7 separate regions of the Mus musculus genome follow, and all the other regions are linked to region 7. The links are chromatin contacts, called in public HiCAR-type, HiChIP or PLAC-seq and promoter capture Hi-C maps. All regions are on one chromosome and are shown on one strand. The core of a region is the stretch at or near the end of the contact, and the rest is flanking DNA. Distances in the headings are between cores, read along the strand shown.

Evidence for each region. Promoter capture Hi-C pulls out the DNA fragments that hold promoters and counts their contacts. HiCAR-type assays count read pairs that join an accessible place to other places. HiChIP or PLAC-seq counts read pairs in DNA pulled down with a chosen protein or histone mark.
Region 1: a contact with region 7 is called in a promoter capture Hi-C map of liver, with 4 times the contacts expected there. The contact joins the promoter of Trim21 here to the promoter of Trim6 in region 7. A contact is called at or near these places in 10 of 39 promoter capture datasets (the 3T3-L1 cell line, 3T3-L1-derived adipocytes, the HPC-7 cell line and 7 more), 1 of 484 Hi-C or Micro-C datasets (B cells) and 1 of 115 datasets of contacts at active chromatin or transcription factors (embryonic stem cells).
Region 2: an H3K27ac HiChIP or PLAC-seq map of embryonic stem cells shows a contact between it and region 7, with 6 times the contacts expected there. The contact joins the promoter of Rhog here to the promoter of Trim6 in region 7. A contact is called at or near these places in 2 of 39 promoter capture datasets (embryonic stem cells and stem cell-derived epiblast-like cells) and 2 of 115 datasets of contacts at active chromatin or transcription factors (both in embryonic stem cells).
Region 3: a contact with region 7 is called in a promoter capture Hi-C map of embryonic stem cells, with 4 times the contacts expected there. The contact joins the promoter of Mrpl17 here to the promoter of Trim6 in region 7. A contact is called at or near these places in 6 of 39 promoter capture datasets (the 3T3-L1 cell line, cranial neural crest, embryonic stem cells and 2 more) and 1 of 9 other capture datasets (adipose tissue).
Region 4: a HiCAR-type map of astrocytes shows a contact between it and region 7, with 9 times the contacts expected there. The contact joins the enhancer-like site here to the promoter of Trim6 in region 7. A contact is called at or near these places in 6 of 39 promoter capture datasets (cranial neural crest, embryonic stem cells, frontonasal cranial neural crest and 3 more), 1 of 15 datasets of contacts at CTCF or cohesin (stem cell-derived epiblast-like cells), 5 of 484 Hi-C or Micro-C datasets (adipose-derived mesenchymal stem cells, beige adipocytes, cerebral cortex and 2 more), 4 of 115 datasets of contacts at active chromatin or transcription factors (astrocytes, embryonic stem cells, epiblast stem cells and 1 more) and 2 of 9 other capture datasets (adipose tissue and liver).
Region 5: a contact with region 7 is called in an H3K27ac HiChIP or PLAC-seq map of embryonic stem cells, with 8 times the contacts expected there. The contact joins the promoter of Rrm1 here to the promoter of Trim6 in region 7. A contact is called at or near these places in 10 of 39 promoter capture datasets (the HPC-7 cell line, cranial neural crest, embryonic stem cells and 3 more) and 6 of 115 datasets of contacts at active chromatin or transcription factors (embryonic stem cells and epiblast stem cells).
Region 6: a promoter capture Hi-C map of embryonic stem cells shows a contact between it and region 7, with 4 times the contacts expected there. The contact joins the promoter of Stim1 here to the promoter of Trim6 in region 7. A contact is called at or near these places in 1 of 39 promoter capture datasets (embryonic stem cells), 1 of 484 Hi-C or Micro-C datasets (embryonic stem cells), 3 of 115 datasets of contacts at active chromatin or transcription factors (all in embryonic stem cells) and 1 of 9 other capture datasets (adipose tissue).

The regions. Positions count from the first base shown.
Region 1 is chr7:102,564,052-102,566,751 of GRCm38.p6, forward strand. Trim21 (tripartite motif-containing 21) reads right to left here and starts at 1,431. Exons shown (of 8, transcript NM_009277.4): 1 at 1,338-1,431; 2 at 221-289; 3 at 1-74. The coding sequence starts at 38.
Region 2 is chr7:102,248,788-102,251,487 of GRCm38.p6, forward strand. It overlaps Rhog (ras homolog family member G), which reads right to left and starts at 1,331. Exons shown (of 2, transcript NM_019566.3): 1 at 1,258-1,331.
Region 3 is chr7:105,809,726-105,812,425 of GRCm38.p6, forward strand. It overlaps Mrpl17 (mitochondrial ribosomal protein L17), which reads right to left and starts at 1,362. Exons shown (of 3, transcript NM_025301.2): 1 at 1,083-1,362; 2 at 725-793; 3 at 1-419. The coding sequence starts at 1,256. The coding sequence ends at 132.
Region 4 is chr7:102,511,903-102,514,602 of GRCm38.p6, forward strand. It overlaps the pseudogene Gm8556. Among named protein-coding and RNA genes, the nearest start is that of Gm38627, 7.8 kb to the left of the region's middle. Within about 2 kb of position 1,354, at least 106 of the 459 cell types and tissues checked have an H3K27ac peak or open chromatin away from gene starts, as enhancers often do. A contact at or near this core is called in astrocytes, beige adipocytes, cerebral cortex and 3 more, where this site is marked.
Region 5 is chr7:102,440,336-102,443,035 of GRCm38.p6, forward strand. Rrm1 (ribonucleotide reductase M1) reads left to right here and starts at 1,360. Exons shown (of 19, transcript NM_009103.3): 1 at 1,360-1,708; 2 at 2,652-2,700. The coding sequence starts at 1,690.
Region 6 is chr7:102,266,479-102,269,203 of GRCm38.p6, forward strand. It overlaps Stim1 (stromal interaction molecule 1), which reads left to right and starts at 1,341. Exons shown (of 12, transcript NM_009287.5): 1 at 1,341-2,075. The coding sequence starts at 1,937.
Region 7 is chr7:104,217,457-104,220,156 of GRCm38.p6, forward strand. It overlaps Trim6 (tripartite motif-containing 6), which reads left to right and starts at 1,339. Exons shown (of 8, transcript NM_001013616.2): 1 at 1,339-1,427.

The DNA.
Region 1 (2,700 bases), core at 181-2,680, 1.7 Mb before region 7:
GAACAGGTGACCTCCTCCCACATCTTTTCCAGAGACATTTTTGAGGTTGTAGAGGGTGATATCTGCCGTGGAATCTTGAGAGATGCAGAGGGGCGAAGAGATAAAAATGAGAGTTTGTAGGACAAAAGCAAAAGCAAGGCAAACCCCAAACTCCCCCAAATAATGCCAAGGTGGACAAGCGATGACACAGGAGGGAAAGGCAGAAGGCAAAAGCACCAACCTGAATGACAGGAGCCTCTCCTCCGGCCTCACCCACTGAGCAAGCCAGGCAGAAGGGGAAACCGAGTTTCTAGAAGAGACAGAGAAAACTGGTGGGGGTAACGCTGCTAACAGCTCCACCGTCACCACACCCATCCCTGCTTAACCCTCACTGTCTAGGCGTCTCCCATTTCCTTTCTGTCATCTTATGCCTCTACTGCCCAGAGACGTCAGTCATGGCAGTAACGACCATTTACCATATCACCACAGACCCTCCATATTCCAACCAGAGTTAGCTCATACTAGTCTTCATTAATCTTGGCAGAAACCACAGGGGTCAGGCATTAGGAGTCAAGGTTTATGCAGCTATACATCATAGTAGACATTTTGTCAAATATGACAGGCTGCACATATGGTGGTTGTGCAATAGGCAACACAATGCAGCCTAGGTGTGTCATTAGCGACCCCACTCAGGTTCATGTAAGATGTCATTCATTATCCGGAGTACATTGTCTAAGAGTATATGGCCCAGTTATAAGAGTTGCATGTGTGTATATGCATGTTTTTATATATGTATGTACACATATATTGATGTTTTTATATGCAAACTATACTTGTGCACAAATGCATCAATGTAGGCGTGCCCATATGTTCCCCTCTATAAATGTCTATGTACATAACATGCAGGTGTGCTCACCGGTGAACATTTTTGGGGAGCACTCCCTGGGCTCTTCTCTAAGCTGCTCCAAACCTAGTCTCAACTTCCTTTAGGGTGTGGAGTATCTTAAATCCACAGAAATTTCTACATGGATAGCACTCTCCTCAAGCAGGGATCTTCAAGGGGTAAGGGTTTCCCTGAGCTCCCCTCTGGCCTAGGTCACCACCCTGCTTCTCCTGCCCTTGCTAGGACTGTCGTCTCAGCTAGTCCAGGGCACTAGGAAAGTCACTTTCAGAGCCCAGCTTCCACAGGCCAGCATGGGCAGCTCTGCAGGGCTAGGACAAGACAACTCTGATGAAAAGAAGCAGCAGGTGGGTTCGCAAATTCCCGAGTGTGGGGTGCTGATGGGAAGAGGCTCCTTGAATCTGGTGTGGGGATAAAGAGCCCACCTAGGCCGGCCAGGGGTCCCAGTCTCACTCACCTAACCAGGGTCCTCAGCTTTAGTTATGTGCTCCCAGCTTCGCTTTTGCAAGCCTGCAGTCCAAATTTCACTTTCAGTTTCCTCTCAGAGGCAGGTCTAGCAGGAAGAGGGAGGAGCAAGGGGAGGAGTGAGGAGTTGAGTGGCAAGAGGAGGTTAGAGGCAGAGAAGGCGGAGGCTGGGCGGAGACTGGGCAGAGACAGGGCAGAGAGTGGGAGGAGAGAGGTCAGAGGTGCAAGAAACTGACTCCTGGCCACAGGCAGGGAAAAAACTCAGTACCTGTCCTCCTGGGTCTCTCTAAGGCCCCCTTGTCCCCTTTAACAGAATGTAATCTACAGGATATCGATCTTTGACACTGGTCTTTTCTTCTTACCTGGGAGCTTCTGAGAGAAGAGGTCTGAATGGGAGAGGGAGGAGTCACCATCTGTTTCCTACAGGGATGGATAGCTTCCCCCAAGACTGATCCCGCCACCGTCACTGTTTTTTATTAGTATATATTAATTGTACAGAGTACTTGAAGTATACCCATTTCCCACCACTCTGTTGTGTGATTTTGCTCTTTTCAAATAGTTTGGGGCTAGAAATTTATTCTTTATGATGTCAAGGTATGTGTTGTACCAGTGAAGGGAGTTAAGACTTATGGACAATTGATATTGTATTATAACTTGCGCTAAAAACAGCAGTGGAATTTTCCTCGCTATTTATTATATTTAGGAAACAAAACCATTCTGTGATTTGAAATTTCTAGTCCTGTTTAAGAGATCTCTCTTAGTGAAAGGCCGCCAGGCAACATCTACTGTCTAGATTGTGCTGTTGTACTGGGGCTTGGTTCCTGGAGCACAACAGTCCTAGAAAGCAGAATGAAAAAGAGTCAAGCATCCGAAAGGACGAAGACATCTATAAACATCAGAAAACGACTCTGCTTCTACCACGGAAGGTCTGCTGCTATTTCCTGCAGGCAAAGAACTTGGGTCCCAAAATAAGGCAGAGGGTAGAGTCAATGTCTATTTTGCTATTCACCACCAGAGGATGCTCTGTTTCAGTTTACACACTGGATAGAGAGATTAATGCACACCCTAGGGGTGTGCTGATATATACTCTATAATGTGCACACAGGACTACTAACATATTGTACTCAGAGCTGCCTCAGCTCCCACCTTGGTAATTGTTTGAAGACCCCACCTACTGAAGACCCAAACTCCCTTCACTCACAGATAGTACTTTGATATTTCAAACTTCCCTCTCCCTGACAAAATGACCCAAGTCTTTATTTGGGAAGAATTAATGCTATTGATATTATTGTCTAGCACATTATTAGTGTGTTGGTGAAGTGAGATGTTTATACTTTGGGTTTTAATCATATTCT
Region 2 (2,700 bases), core at 81-2,580, 2.0 Mb before region 7:
TTCCCCTTGCCTAACCACAGTGTCACCCACCGCAGGTTCCCTTCATTCTGCCGGCTTCTGCTCTGGGCCTTCTCAAGGCTGAGGGCAGTTATTTTGTCTCTAAGAGATAAAGAACACCAAAACTTGCATGTTCACGGGCGTGTGCACATGTTTAATCATCTCCATCATCGGGAGGTTGCAGCCAGCATCTCTAAGCTAAAGACGTTTGAAAAAGGCTCTCAAACTCAGCAAGTTTAAAGCAGTTTCTGACACCAAAGCTAGATTACAGACCAAGGGAAGGAGACGGACTGAGGGCGGCAGGGAAGATAGAAACAAAATGGGGAGATATGTGTGTGGTAGTCAGAGGCTGAACAACAGGCAGGGCAGGGTAAATGCGAGATCAGGGCCTGGGTACATCTATGTGGTTGGGGGAAGAGCCGGAAGGAGGCGAATGTGGTCGACACTATGGCGAATGTGGAAGACAGTATGGGGAGTTCAGGTGAGGGAGAAGACGTTAAGAGCTCTCAATCATTACCGAAAGCCAGTACTCCAGCTGCCTCTCAAAGTCATGGAAGTTGTCAGTGACTATCGGTATAGTGGCCCTTTCCTTCCTCAGTTTATCCTCAAAATAAAAAAGGCCAGATTGAGTCTGATAGACACAACAGACGTGTTCACTAAATACCCGCTGTTGTATGGGACAGGAATAAAGAGGTTGGCTCAGAAAAATACAGAGAGGGAATGGGGATTCCCCCACCGAGTCCTCAGCAGCAACAGTGTAGCAGCTATGGACTGGCTCCGACCTTCCCGGGTGAGACTTCAGAGGCCTCAGACACCGCCCCCCACCCCCAACCCCAGCCTCACAAATGTCACAACTGCAGAGCAGAGAGCGCGCCTTCTGCAGCCCAGAGGCCCTTTCCTTTCACACACTACTGAACAGCCCCACAACTTCTGAGGGCACCCCACCGCAGAGTCCCAGCCTCACAGCTCAGCGCTTTCCCACTTCCGAGCCTCTCACGGTTCGGATCTCAGTGGTCCCTCGCGGACAGCAGGAGCTCGCGCTGTCCCTCGGATCCCACCCTCAACCCGGCCACCAGCGATCGGGTCGCGGTGGCCGCTGTCCCCGCCCGGCCTGCCGCGCCCGCCCAACTTGCAGTGAACGAAAACCTCCCGCCCTCGGCCTCCCTCCTGCAAACTTCCCGGCTCCCGGGTACCCAGTCCGGGCCAGCTTGAACTCCTCTTCCCAGGACCCCTGCCCGACGGGCTCGACCCGGGCCTCACCTGGTGCCCTCCCCGCGGCGGGGGAGCTGGGGGCGGCGGCGGCGGCTCTGGGCTCAAGAAGGAAGTGAGAACTGGAGGCCGGAGGAAGTGGGGGGGTGGGGGCCGGGCCGGCAGGGCCGGGGCGGGGCGCGGGGGCGGGCCGGCCGGGGCGGGGCGGACTAGGAAGTCGGAGGCCTCCCCCACCCTCCAGCCTCGGGTTTTCTGCAAGCTTTGCCCTCCGCACAGTCCCGCACACCCTGCTTCTCTCCACTCTTCGCCCCGTGAGCCCTGAGACCCCTTGAGTCTGGCCTCTCAAGGTCAGGTCTCCCCGCTTTCACTTGGCATCTCCCCCCCACCCCCCAGCAGGGGCCCTAAGCTAGGCGCTGGGCATTTGTTCTCTTCCTAGTATCTCACTCCCCGCCCCGCAGCCTCCGCGGGAAGGCTGAGAAATGCCTTCCGCTCAGCCCGGGAATCTAGAGGTAGCCGCGGCTGGCTAGGGGTTAGCCGGAATGGGTCAGGCTGGGGCAGTCCCCACCCCTGCCCTGAGCCTTGGGAGAATGCTGGGTGGTGGTGATTCAGCAGTGGGAAGGTCCCAGACCCCTGGGGAGGGTGGGGAGACAGAGGTGGGGGGAGGGCAGCTGCCGTCAGCACCCCGGGAAAAGACGTGATCAGCAGAGATGCAGGCGGAGCCGCGCGGGCCCCCAAAACAGGATGTCGTGTCGTGGTTCCGCACCTCGCAGCTCCGCGGGGCCCTGGGGAGGGGGCGGGGCGTGGGAAGACGTGGGGCTCTTCTTGTTCCCTGATCTCGCCCTGGCGCGCGGCTGTTTGGAGCGGTAGGACCGCGCCCAGGCCTGAGGTCCGGCTTGGGCCCTGGAGACCGGCGAGTGGACGGCCTCGAGGGCGCCCTCTGGTGCTTCTAACCCAGGCCTTGGGCGCAGTTTTCCTGGAGAATCCACAGTCTTGATTCTTTTAACAACTTTCTGGGTGCTCTACCACGTGCAGAGCTCCGCAAGGTACAGTGAAAACAACACAAGATAAACACCCCGTCTTACAGAGGACCTCCAAATAAAGTGGATCAGGTCTGACAGGTAGTTTAATGTTTCCAAGTATCAGTTTTTTGTTTTGTTTTGTTTTGGTAAAATCAACAAAAAAAATTTCTCCACCCAGAGGATGTGAAGATTACAGAATAGGTATCCGTGCTGTGGTACTGTATAGAAAGTCAAGTTAGGACAATCAAACTCAGGCTGGTCAGTGACTGACTAAACGAGTGTTCTCAGATTCCAGAAGCCTGTTCTCATCGCACAGGCAGTTTGTGGACCCCTTACTTCTTCTTTGGCCCTTAGGCAAATTCCTCCCAATGGGAAGAGAATAAATTGGAGGGGCTAGGGGAAATTTGGGAGGGCAGAACTAGTGTTTGGTATTTAATGGGAAGAGGTTTGTGAGTCCCAAAAATAACAGGGTCCT
Region 3 (2,700 bases), core at 112-2,611, 1.6 Mb after region 7:
TGAGTCAGCAGGGAGGTCTGGGTCTCATTATGAGGGGGCTTTACAATGCTACTTCCAGGCCTCACACACTACACGAGCTCCAAGACCCACGAACACGGGCACCACACCTATGCACCACTCTCCAGCTCCAGTTAAGTCTTTGGTGTTTGAACTGTACAGGAGCTGTGGAGGCTTGCGTCCTGGTTATGGTGCAGGTCCTGCTGCAGTCCCAGGAGCAGCTGGTTTAGGAGAGTAAGGTTGCTGTCTCTGTGAGGCAGAGGCAGGGGAGGGAGGTAGTTCCCTTTATATTCTATCACCGCCATCTTGGCCCGATCTTGCTCCTTCCGATTCGGGATCTGTAGCATTCTTGTGTAGTTCCCATTCTGACCTTGGAACCGAGGCGCTAGCACTTTAAACAGCTTTGGGATCAAGTCCTTCTCCTAGATGGGGAGAGTTAATCAGAAAAAATAGTCACAACTGTAGAGGCATTTAACTATAGATTATTCCCAGAGGTAGGGTTCAAAACCATCTTCACAGGCTTTCCCACCACCCATTCAGGTACCAAGTTACACAGAAACACTTACAGGAAGTTATGCGGATGCTCATTTTACCCAAGTCAAATAAGAGAAATACGTGTCTAAGGTAGTTCGCAAGTCTGGTACATAAAAGAATGCCCTGCCTTCAATCTGCCAGGTACCCGGTTCTCTAAGGATTCCTTCCTCACTAGCAGGTAGGGAGCACTCACTGTGAGCCAGAAGTCAGCCATACGCATGGCTCGTTCGTTGGTGTCGCCCAGCTTTCCATAATCGATGAGCTGTGAGGACAAAACACATGGATGCAAGACGAGTCAAGAACCGAGGCGCCCACCTTACTCTTCTGTCTTACCTTCATCCAACCATCCCACCAGCTAAGCTAATTCTGGGCGCTCCTTCCTTCGGAGCCCCAACCAGCCTTCCATTTGCTGCGCAGGAGTGACGCGTTCAGCTGAGTGCCACACGGGAATTCGCTACCGTGGAAAGTTCTCCCAGCGTGGCCCTACTCCCCACACACGGCCAGAGCGGCGGTCTGAGGCTGGACCCGGCGGTGAATAGCTTGGCTCTCACCTTCTCCGCGTAGCCCCTCATCTCGTCCGCGCGTGCCCATGTCGCCTCGATGCGTTCGTGGCGAACTAGGCCCGTGAGCAAGTTCCGCAGCAGATGGATGCGGGACTCCGGACCCAGGCCCAGGCGGCGGTAGACGCGGCCGTGGGAGATAGCGGCAGCCAGCGACAACCTCATGCTCTCACCTCAGCCCCTCCTCTCGGGGGCCCGGAAAGGGAAACTCCGAGCTGTGTGTGCGCGCGCGGGGAGAGGGGGAGCAGAGGGGCGGAGGCACGTCTCAGAGGACGCATGCGCAGTAACTCGGCGCGTGGCTACCGCGTTTGCGCGTGCGCATCAGAGCCTGCCTAGCTGGCAGTCTGAGGGAGGGCGGCCCGACGTGTTGACGTTTCTGGAGCGACGAGCTGGGCGGGCCTCAAGGTCTGCGGTGCTCTGTGGCGAACTGGGATCTCGGCGCCCCCTGCCGGGTTTCTCTTGCACTGCGTCGGCTGGCTGGGGCGTTCTTGGAGGAGGCGCCTTCCGGGCGGAGCATGCCGGGAAAGTGAGTACCTGAGGAGAACTGCGTCAGAGGGGTGGGCCTGTGGTGGAATGTGGCGCTCTTGCCTGAGGAGTTGCAGTCCTGGCTGGTTTTGTGACGATGCCAGTTTAAACCCAGTCTTTATTAGTGATAGTGAGATAAATTATGTCCAGGAAAGCTGCAGGTATTATGTTCTTTTATTGACATAAATAAAAACCTAAGTTAGCACTAAAAGCTAAAGTAATGGACAAATACCTGACATTTAAAAAAAAAAAATTATTCTTTTCTCATACAATATACCCAGACTGCAGCCTCCTCTCCCATCACTCCTCCCAGCCCCCACTCTCCTTTCTCCCCTTTCTCCCCCTAGAAAAGAGCAGACCTCCTAGGGACATCAACCAAAGCACAATAAAACCAGGCACAAGGGGGTGGGGCAAAAAACAAACAAACAACAACAACAACCAACAAAAAAACAAAAACCAGGCACAAACCCTAACATCAAGTGTGGACAAGGAAACTCACTAGGAGGAAAAGAGTCCCAAGAGCAGGCAAAAAAGTCAGAGACATCCCATCTCCCACTATTAGGAGTCCTCCCAAAAAACCAAGCCAACAAACTATAACACATTTGCAGACAACCTAGGGCAGAACCTTGAGGGCTCCATGATTGCCCCTTCTTTGAGCTTCCATAAGCCCTGCTCAGTTGATTCTACAGGCTGTCCTCACCTGTGTTCGACCCCTCTGGCTCCCACAATTATTCTTCCTTGTCTTCTGCTGGGTTTCCCGAGCTCCAAGGGGCGGGACCTTATGTAGGCCTCCAACCCAGGTTCTTTCTCCTCTTAATGTTTGTCAGTGGGCCTCTACATCTCCCATCAGCTGCAAGAGGCAGCCTCTCTGATGACGACTGAGTTAGGCACCAATCTATGAATCTAGCAGAATATCACTAGGAACCATCTCATTGAATTTTTTTTATTTATTTTCGGCACTACAGTTTGGTTCTTCCCTAGGTCTCTGGGTGGATGAATACTTTTTCTTAAAAAAAAAGTTCTGTGTGTTTGTGTGTGTGTGTGTTCCCTTCCATTGCTCAGCATCCTTATGGCTCTTTGAAAA
Region 4 (2,700 bases), core at 104-2,603, 1.7 Mb before region 7:
TCAGCTCTGAATTTTTCTCTCTCCCCCCAAGTTATCCAGGGAGTTTTAAGGGGTAGATTGGCACATGCGATGGTGCTTAGTGCACAGGAAAATGGCCAGAAAATGTTGTCATTATGAACATTTGAGACGTATCCCAAAGTATACTCCGTCAGACAGTGCCACAGGATGCTAGTGTATGTTGAAAGAGGAAGTTCTGCTATGGTAAGCATCAAAACCCAGACTTAAACCAAGAGAAACATCTGTCCCCCTCGGAAAGACTCCAACTGATTAAAAGAAATTGTCAGCTACTACTCCCCAAAGCTGAGGAGGGTAGCTTAAGTAAGTGGTTCTCAACTTGCAGGGCCATGGAGCTTTTTCCTGTGTAGTGCGTGCGTGCGTGCGTGCGTGCGTATATGTGTGTGTGTGTGTGTGTGTGTGTGTGTGTGTCCTGGAAGATACTTAGGAAAAATGCAAGGCTCTCTTCACCTTAAAAAAAATTGAGGCAGGGTCTCACATAGCCCAGGCTAGCCTCTACTGTAACTGATTACGTAGTGGAGGATGGTCTTTAACCGAGCCAAGCTCGGAGAGCTTTTGTTTTGCCTCAATCGGTCTCTGGGTCTCAGGGTCACCATGTGGGCTTAGGTCTCAGTTTCCTTCTCTGAAATGCGAACAACTGTGTATGTACAACAGGGCCTATCGCAGTGTTGTTAGGACTGAGGAAATTAATGTAAGTAGTTTCACAGTTCCTGGCACACAGACTGTAAATGTGAGCCTTTCACTCTCTTCTGGGGACAAGTCATGATTGATCCTCATTCTGATGTGTGGCTCTTGCCCAGAAGTTAGTAGGTGACCCCCAGCGCTGTCAGTTTGGAGAATAAGTTGAACACACCCCAGGATGAGATATAATGATTACTCTCTCTCCTTTTTCCGCCTGACCACTGGTCACTGGGGAGAGATTACTGGGCCAGGGTCTAGGGTTCAGTGGTCAAGGCTTTTGAATGGACCGGGAGGGGTGGATCTGGAGATCGGGCCAGCAAAACACCGGAAACCCTAGATTCGGTCTCCCTGGCCACTCGTTGGTGTGGCTGTGGCGACCTCGGCTTCCGTGGGTGGCACTGGGAGCTTGCTTGCAGGCGGCCACGGCAGGCTTGCGCCAGGTTGCCAAAGCCGGGCCTCCGCGGCGCTCCGCTGGGGCTCGTTAGCGCCGCGGGCTGGCTGTCGCCACAGCGGCCCGCGGGAGCCTGGCGATCTCGTAAACATTAAGTCCCCATGCTCTGACGAGGCCCGTGGGAAGCGGCGGGGTTGAGGGCGGCCGAAGGCTGTGAGCTGGGAGCGCGGTGCCTGGTGGCTCTGTCACCAGGACCCGGGCGCCCGAGGCTTGTGCGTGCCGCCGCGTGGGGGCGCCCGAGTCCACGGAACGAGCCTGTAGGGTGAGCGCGAAACTGGAAGACACCCGTGCGCTCAGTTTCCTCCACGACCAAACATCGTTCCCGATTCTTCTCTCTAAGCTTTTAAAATAAACTCGATAAACTTGGAACCAGGCGGGGGCTGATGGAGCAGTAGGGAAAGCTGATGTTGGGTGAACATGCCCGGGCACCTCACTTTTTCAGCTTTATTTATTACTTGGCAGCAGGCTGTGTTTCTCAATGCTCAGCTGTGTTCTAGCTTAAATCCAGTTAATCTTTCTCTTCTCCTTACCAAGGGAAAATTAAAATTAGGATGTCAAAAGATCACATATTAGGGTGTGGAGGCACGTGCTTGCAATGCAGAGGTGGAGGTAGATCAGAAGTTCAAAGTCAACCCTGACTACACAGCAAGTTTGATACTAGCCTGGGATACAGGAGATCTGGCATCAATAAACAAGCAAAACCAAACCAAAACCAACCAACTAAACGACCCCCACCGCTGACAAAACAACAACCAAATCAACAAGAAACAAAAGCCCAACCTCTACACCCCTTCTCCCCCCTTCCCTCCTCCAGTCTTTAAACCTGTATTTGGCATTGTTAGCCCCATCAGAGAACCCAGGCCTACTTGGGATGGCCATGACTCTGAAAAGGGGCTAAATTCTCTGGAACTCACTTGCTAGGATCAACACTCATAGGGTAGTGCTTCCTGTGTCTTTCTGTTCTCTACAGTGCAGGGTGTGGATCTACCGCAGAGCTGTCCCTCTCCCCCCAGTTCGGTGTCTTTGTCCCTTCGGACTAGAAAGCAATAGTGCTACAAGCTAATCTCAGACCTGAAGTCCACCACGCAGGGATTTCAATGTCTGTGCTTCTGTCAGACTGGGTTGGGGAGGGATAATGTCTGTCTGAGGATAGCACCTCGTCTGCTCTGCTGGCCACGACAAACCCAGTGGCTCACTATCATTCATCTCTCACAGTTTTGGAGGCTGAGTATTTCAAGACTCGGGTGCTGGCAGATTAAATGCCTGGTGAGCGCCCTATTCTGAGTTTGCAGAAAAAGAGGAAGTTACTGGTCTGTGGGAACAGTAGAAGTGAGACTCAGGCATTTATTGTGGAGCTGGGCAAGGCTCCTTTCCTGAGCCACCAGCTCCAGTTGCCTGACTTCAGTTTACTGGAGGCAGGTATCAGGCTGCTCACAGATCAAGGGCAGTAAGCCTTTATTGATCTGGAGGTGGGGTAGAATAATGCTTGCTAATTTCCCATTGCTCATGGGCACAGTGGAGGTGCTTTCCTTCCTGGGTACAATCTGGCCTGA
Region 5 (2,700 bases), core at 110-2,609, 1.8 Mb before region 7:
ATTTCTAGCAAATGATATTATATTCCCCTAACATCTGAATATCAATTGTGTTTCCATATCATATTTTCCCCCTGGATAGCCCTGGTCCTCTAGCTTCATGTAGGATTTCCTATGATGTGTCAGTTGTGGGTGGAGATGGACCCCTTCTGGAGGGTGTAAGAAGCAAATGATAGGTTTTAGCGAAAGAATGCCACATACATTATTTTATGAAGATCAGTTTTATGACCGAAATTAGTTTTTATACTTGTCTTGAATAGGTTTAAAGTACGACTTTAACTATTCTTTCTTTTTTTCACCTAGCCTTTCCCCCCATTTTATTGAAAATGGATTTTTTTTTTCGCCTCACATAACATATCCTGATTATGTTTTCCCTTCTCTCCTTCCAGTTCCTCCCCATCTGGGTCCTGCCCCGTTTTGTCTCTCGTTAGAAAACAAACAGGCTTCCAAGGGAAGAAAAGAAAAAAGAAAAAAAAAAAAAGAAAGAAAACTAGCACATCAGTGTTGAACAGAACCAACAGAAGGACAGAATGCATGAGAAGGAACAAGAATCAGAGATACACTTGTTCGCACACTCAGGCGAACACTATAAAATCCCATAAAAAACACTAGTAAACTGGAAGGCAGGCAGGCCCTGGGCATGCTGCCTTAGTCTCAAGAGTTTATAAGAGCATAGAGGGCCTTGATTCTTCGGTGTCCTCCATCCCCCTAGGTTCTTACACTCTTTCTTCCTCCTTTTCTATGGGGCCCCCTGAGTCATTTGGGGAGGGATTTGATGGAGAAGTCCCTTAGGACTGAGTATTCGCAGATGTCTTGGTCTCTGCATAATGTCTGGCTGTTTTCACGTATTAATGTGGCGACGACTATCTTATTGCTGATCCTATCTCTACTACCATCCACAAAACTGTAAAAGCAAATGGACTGTGGGCCTTCATAAGAGTTTCACAGTACCCCTATTTCTGTAAGGCTGAAATTCAAACACCTTTGGTCTAGCCCCACTCTTTAACTGAGGAGTGTAGACCTACGAGCCCCGGGCTTCCTATCTGCTTCTTATTTGCGGGTTGTAGGCTTTAGTGCAAACCAGAACAAAATCTTGGTGTTTCCATAATGTCCATAATGTAAAATAGCAAAAAAAAAAAAAAAAAAGTCAGAGGGGTAGGGAAGGGGGAAGGGAGGAGGAAGAAGGAAAAAGGAAAAAGGTGTTCTGGATATCTGGTTGGTTACTTTTTTGTTATGAAATAAAAATACTCGGGAGATTTGCTTGCCCACACCCAATATGGCGGCAGGAGAACTCGTTCCCGCCAGGTCCGCTTTCACCCAATGTGGTGGAAAGGAGCGCAGTCTCCCGGGCTTTGCCCACACTCAATATGGCGGCCAAGGGACTCGTGTGCTGTCTGTCTACTGCTCAGTTTCCGCCCATTCAACTCCCGGCGTTGAAACGTCAAGAACGTCATTCGAATTCCGTCCGTCGCGTTGCTCTGCACGTCACGGGTGGCGGGAGCGGGAAGGAGTTCGTAATTCGGTTAGTCTGCTCTGGTGAGGAAAGTGCTGTCTATCGCGCAGCTTCCATCCCTCCGTCCGAGCAGCCTCTCGGAGTCCAACCCTTCACATCTGACAGTCGTCTCTGTCCCTTCTTCGCCTCGGAGCTGCTAACTGGTCTCGAACCTCTCAGCACTTCAGCTTCTAGCGGCGATGCATGTGATCAAGCGAGGTGAGGGGTCCGTGGGGATGGGGAGGAGGAGAGGGGACCCGGCTGCGGAGAGCCCAGCGGTCACTATCGCCGGCCCGCCCGACCCGCCCGACCCGCGGCGCCTCGCCGCTTCCCGCGCTTCCCGCCGCGCTTCCCGCCCTGTCTGTCAGCTGGGCCTGTGTCTGCTCAGTCTGTCCCCATTCTCTTGACCTTTGTGTGTTCCCTTTGACTTTGACTTTGTGCTCCCTTCCAGACTCCCTCCAACCCTGTCTGAGATTGTTCCCGAGCACTGTTATTCCTTGCCGCCATCCTCAGAGGTAGCTGCTTTTGGCTCCATTTTTTTAGAAGAGGTTGCAAAGACACGAAAAAGCACCCCAACACCCCCATTCCACCCCAGCTAGTAGTTGGTGAGGTTAGAATTGAAACCCATAGCTCATAATAGCCCTGTGCCTGTCTTTCCTCATTTCTTAAACAAAATAACAGACAAAAGAACCGCGGAGTCGATGATCTGGTGTAGGAGGAAATAAGGAAAAAAAGAAAAGGCAGGACACCACATTTTTTGAACATCTGTCATTTTTCTGGTCTCTTCTGAGGTGGGAGTGTAGTATCATCTCTCCTGCCTCTGCATTTTTGTGGGGAGGTTTTTTTTTTTTTTTTTTTTTTTACATTGTTTGTTCTTGGGACAGGGTTTCTCTGACTGGCCTGGAACTTACTCTGTGTAGATCAGTCTAGCCTCAAACTCACAGAGGGCTGCCTCCTCTATCATAGGTCGATAGACAAAGACTTTTAACCCAAATAGACAAAGACTTAATCCGAGTAGACATGATTAACCACTGAGCAGTCTCTGCAGACCCCAAAGACAATCTCTTAATTGTTTTAAACAGTTTTAAAAGCTGAATATACTTGATTCTTTGGTATTGCCCGCTTAATAACTGCTAATGCTAACTGTGATTTGATTATTTAGATGGCCGCCAAGAGCGAGTTATGTTTGACAAAATTACATCACGAATCCA
Region 6 (2,725 bases), core at 91-2,590, 2.0 Mb before region 7:
AGGCCAGTGTGATGGGAGATTAACAGAGTGGAGAGAGTGATAGTAGATGACGTCTGACATGTATTTTTATATCAACAGCCTAACCCTTAAGCCAGGCAGCTGTTGGGCAAATCCGTGTTCTGGTCTTCAAAGGGCTCACTCATAACAGGAGCTGGTTTATCACTGTCAGAAGAGGGACTGGGCCTAATCCAGTCTCCTGCCTCCGGTGCCAAGGACAGGGGTAGGGCACGGAGGTTTCGGTAAAGATCTGCTGACAGTACGCTTGAGAAGAGAACAGGAAGTATAGGCTTTGCTAAAGGAAGCCTGGGCGGGGTTCTCTGTTTTTGGGGCACTTATTCTCAAGTCGCTACCATCTCCTCTAACGGAATCAGAGAGATAGGAGAATGAGATGGGAGGAACCATCACGGGCTTTACCCCACAAACCTCAAGAGGGTGGGGCCTGAGAGGTGGGTTGCAAGAGCTACACAAGGGCATAGGATGTAGATCAGGGACGGGCAGGGTGTTAGGAAAGCAGATAGACCTGTTAGGCTACGTACAGGTGACGTTTTACCTACAGTGGGATGGGCATTTCATTCTGCTTTTTGGAACAATTTCTTCTTTAAACACTTGTAGCCTCTAAAGGGCTTGACTAGGGGCTTCCCTTCCCTTCAGTAACCCTCTAGAAAGGGTCAGGGCCACCTAGGAACTAGTCCTTTTGCAGTACTTAGATGTGGCCACCAGGGACCGCTGCGTACGGGAGACCGGAGGCGCGGGTTATTGAGAGGCGGAAGCCGATTGGCTGCGAGGCGCGTCGAAAGGGCGGAGCCTGGGAGTCGGGAGTTGGGGGCTGGGAGCGCGCCCCTTGGCCAAACCTAGCAGGACCATAGTCACCCCAGGCGGCTCCAGGTTTGTCATCCTAGTGCGGAGTTTCTGTCCAACCTGACTTTACAGTGGAGTCCGGAGAGCAGCGCTGCGGCCCGGAGATCCGGACAGGGCAGTAGCTGTCACCGCCGCCGCAGGCCTGAGTTACCTGAGCAACTGCGTGTCAGGGGCCCGCCTGCGGGCGGGCGTTAGAGCTGGAGGCTGGGGTGCGCACGGCAGAGGCCGAGGCCCCATCCTTGTCGCGGGGCCGCGGTCCTGACGACCACCAGCGCAGGCAGGGTCCCCAAGAGACCCCGCCAGTTGCGGGGGGCTCTGGCGGGCGCTCTCCAACAGGTTATTCCGGGATAAGCCGGCTCTGGGGCGGGCCCGGGCTTCGCTGGGGGCCGGGCGGCGCGGGGCGGGCCGGCGGTAGAGCACGCCCCCGCCCACTTCGGGCCCGCCCCGTGCCGCCCTCCCGCCCTCCCGCCCTCCCGGGAGCCGCTGTCCCGGGCCTGGCCCGTGCGCGTCCGCCTGCTGCACCGGGGCACCAGGAGCCGCAGAGGTACCGGACCCGGCGGGGGCGCTGACCTCGGCCTAGGAGTCTTAGGATCCCGGAGACATCCGTGTCTGCTGGGGCCTGTAGGTCGCACGCCGAAGCCCTAGCTGCTGAGGCTCACCGCTGTTTCTCGGGGCGAGGTCAGGTGCCCCCCTTCTCTCCTCTCTTCTCTCCCTCCCCCACCTCAGTGCGGGCGGGAGATTCTGCCCGCCTCCTCCCGCAGGGGTGCAGCAGGCTGCGGAGCTGACAGCGGCCCCGCAGCCACCCTGCTCAAACTCTCCGGAAGCAGATAGAGCTCAGGCCGCCGCCGCAGCCCCGGCGGACCTACAGTTGGACCGGAGACTCCGATCCTTCTGCGTCCAAACTTGGGGCACTTGACCTTCGCTTATCGGAGGAGGTAAGCCCGCAGGTGGCTGGACAGCTGCGGCGCCGCGAGGGCATCTTGCTTTGGAACCGTCGGCTGCACTCCCTGACTCTGGGATTTGCTTCTGGGATCCAAAGGTGTCTACAGCAGGCGCATGTTGACTGAGACCTACCGTCATGGATGTGTGCGCCCGTCTTGCCCTGTGGCTTCTTTGGGGGCTCCTTCTGCATCAGGGCCAGAGTCTCAGCCATAGTCACAGTGAAAAGAATACAGGAGCTAGCTCCGGGGCGACTTCTGAAGAGTCTACCGAAGCAGGTAAAGAAGGCCTTGCGGCGGGCTGGACTGGGCTGGGGGCTTGATTGACTCAAGACTGAGTGGCCCGAAGTGGGCACGTTGGAATCTCCGCACATGTGAGATACACCATAACACTGTGTAGTCTCAGTAGTCCAAGAAGTTCTTTCGTGTAGTAGTCATGCCTAATGTTAGTATTTCCCCAGAGCAACTTTCCTTATCCCTCCTCCGGAAGGTAGTGAGAAGCCTCATGGGGACACCTTGACTTTTTAGATCAGTAAGGTTGAGGCCCCATTCAGGACTTCTTGTCTGGAAGAGTAGCCTTCTCAGATGTTAAAATTCCTTTTAGCCAGTTTTATCACTTGAGGTATAAGGGGGTGTGTGGCAATGGTGGGTTGAGGCCACTCGGGATGGGCAGGGAAGATCAGGGCAGGGCTGGGTCTGTTTTTCTACAGCTTGGTGTTCAGGTGTGCCTTTCTGTTCTAACCACCGTGAGAACCACCGTAGTCCCTCCTTTCCCTTAGGAAATCTGTCTTTTGCTTGTGCCCATGTGAAATATCAAAGCAAGTCCTTAGATGGAATCCTGTTTACCACTAGGGACTTAAATGGCCCTTTCTTGACTTCTCGGTAATAAAAAATCCTGGGACCACTTGTTGACTTAATCCGTTTCTTCT
Region 7 (2,700 bases), core at 89-2,588:
GATGCACGCTTGCAATACCGCCACCACCACAGAAGCAGAATCTGGACCATTCTCAGCTACACAGCAAGTTTGAAATCAGCCTGGGAGAAATATGCATGTCACATCACCCTGTCTCAAAACCAAATAAACCTTACCCTTGTATGTTAGACATTGAGCGTCCCATCTTCTCTGCTCTGTTTTTCTATGATTCTTAAGAATGCTTGCACCAGCCAGGCGTGGTGGCACACACCTTTAATCCTAGCACTTGGGAGGCAGAGGCAGGCGGATTTCTGAGTTTGAGGCCAGGCTGGTCTACAAAGTGAGTTCCAGGACAGCCAGGGCTACAGAGAAACCCTGTCTTGAAAAACCAGAAAAAAAAAAAAAAAAAAAAAGGAATGCTTGCACCATGTTTTCCCATCCTCACTCCAAACATCTATTCCTGACTTGACTTTTCATTTTGTGTTTTAAGTTTTTCGAGGCAAAAACACTCTGTAGCCCAGGCTGGTTTAAATTTATGAGTAATCCTCCTGCCTCAGTCTCCTAATGCTGAATTACAATTGTGAGTCAGCCCAGTTCACAGGCTCATGCAGGTAAGGCAAACAATTTACTGCTGAGCCACTTCCTACTCCACCCCCAGCTCCTCCCCAAAGTCTTTCCCCCTCCCCCCATCTTCTGAGATCAGTTGGGTTGTCAGTCTCCCAAACCAGGAAGTTTGGCATTCTTTTCTTTTCACAGTAGCCCTGCCTTTAATAACTTACAGTCTAGGGGTTAGAGAGGTGGCTCAGTGGTTAAGAGCACCGACTGCTTTTCCTGAGTAGTTCAGTTCAATTCCCAGCAATCACATGGTGGCTCACAACCATCTGTAATAGGAATTCGATGCCCTTTTCTGATGTGTCTGAAGACAGCAACAGTGTACTTATATACATAAAATAAATAAATAAATCTTAAAAACAAACAAACAAACAAAAAACCCAAAACCCTTACAGTCCAGTTCCAGTCCAGTTCAGTTTGCATATGTAAATGTATAAGTACTTCAGTATAAAAGTAGTCTTTTGGTTCCATGCGTTAAAATTAGAGATACACACAGGTAATTTAAAGTTGGCAGATTTTTGTAATCCATCAAATGCAGTCACCTTTTAATTGTATGGCTAGACCTTTTATTCTTTAGACATTTCAATATATTGATAGTGAGAACAGGTGTATTAAACACTTGCATACGGTAGAAAGCCTAAGTCTCTAATGATGATGTTCTTAAAGACTGTTCCATAGACTTGTCTAGGGCATCTTCGCATTTCTGACCCGGGGTTTGGTCCCAGCCAGCACAGGGGTCAGCCCCGCCTCCTCCGCCAGGCCCGCCCCTTTTTCCTGGAGTCCGGCTTTAGTACTGGAAGGAGCCGTCTCCTTGGCTGCAAGTCCTCGGCACTGATCCAGGCACGGATTCCAGATTGGTGAGCAAACCCATTTTCTGACCAGTCGTTGCTGTCCCACTGGTGTGTAGAGTCTGTGCTGCCTTACTATTTGTGTTGGGGCTCACGCGTGCAAGAAGAGTTGCGGGACTGCCTCTTTGAGTTTCCTTGAGTTTGGGAAGCATTGGAGAGGCATGTTCGCGGCTAGGAATAGGCAGTATTCCTATAGCCCTAAGCGGGAAACGGGCGTTGAACCTGGATTTTGGAGGCAAAGGCACACTGCTCTGGGAGATTCCCGTTCGGAGTCCCGAGTGGATTCAGAGGTCAACATCTCCTCCCCCAGCTCCAGGAAGTAGGTTTATTCCCCCCAACCCCCAACCCCCTCCCAAGCAGGCCCGGCTTCTTCCAGGAAGAGTTGGGAGATGAGCTACTCTACCTGCCCCGACCCGGTCTACACCGGCTGCAACCAGTCGGAGCTAGGAGCCCTAGGGCCTCTCCAGAGGAAGCCGAGGCAAGCTGGGCGGAGTTAGGAACAGACCCCAGCCAGGATTTCTGGCCCTCGGAATTAGGCTTCCGGACGTGCTCTGGAGAAGTTTGCCTACCGGGTACTCTTCATCTGCGGACCTTCTCTGGGGGTGCCTACCGCCCCGTTACTCTGCTGAGTCACTTCTGACGGAGGCAGGCCGAGACAGTGAGGTGATTTATTGTGAATAACTTGGCTGAGATAGGGAGCATTGAATTTATGTATTCTAAAAGTATGTATGTAAACTCAATTTTTTTTCAGATATATCCTTCTATAACCCAAGCTACCCTATCGCTAACCATCTTCTTGATTCCAACCCTCTTCTCTGGTGTTACGATTACAGGCCTGAGCTACCGACACAGCAAAGGGACATTTATTTTATCAGTCATTTGAGAAAAATAGGTGTTACAGCTAGTTATGTTGCGTGTGTTTCAGTACAGGACCTGAAAATTGGATGCCGTATGTCCCCAGTCTGTTTATTTAGCCTCTGAGCTTTAACATTAAAAAAAAAAATTTATTTATTATTATACATAAGTACAATGTAGCTGTCTTCAGACACACCAGAAGAGGGCATCAGATCTCATTACTGGTGGTTGTGAGCCACCATGTGCTTGCTGGGGTTTGAACTCAGGACCTTCGGAAGAGCAGTCAGTGCTCTTACCCACTGAGCCGTCTCCTTAACATTTTTTTAATATGTAGCGTGGACAGAGCAATACAATGGGTGGATTCTAGAGTTTTGGTGAACGTTTACTGGGGCAGAGGTCGAAAAACAGCAAACCACCGGGCATGGCA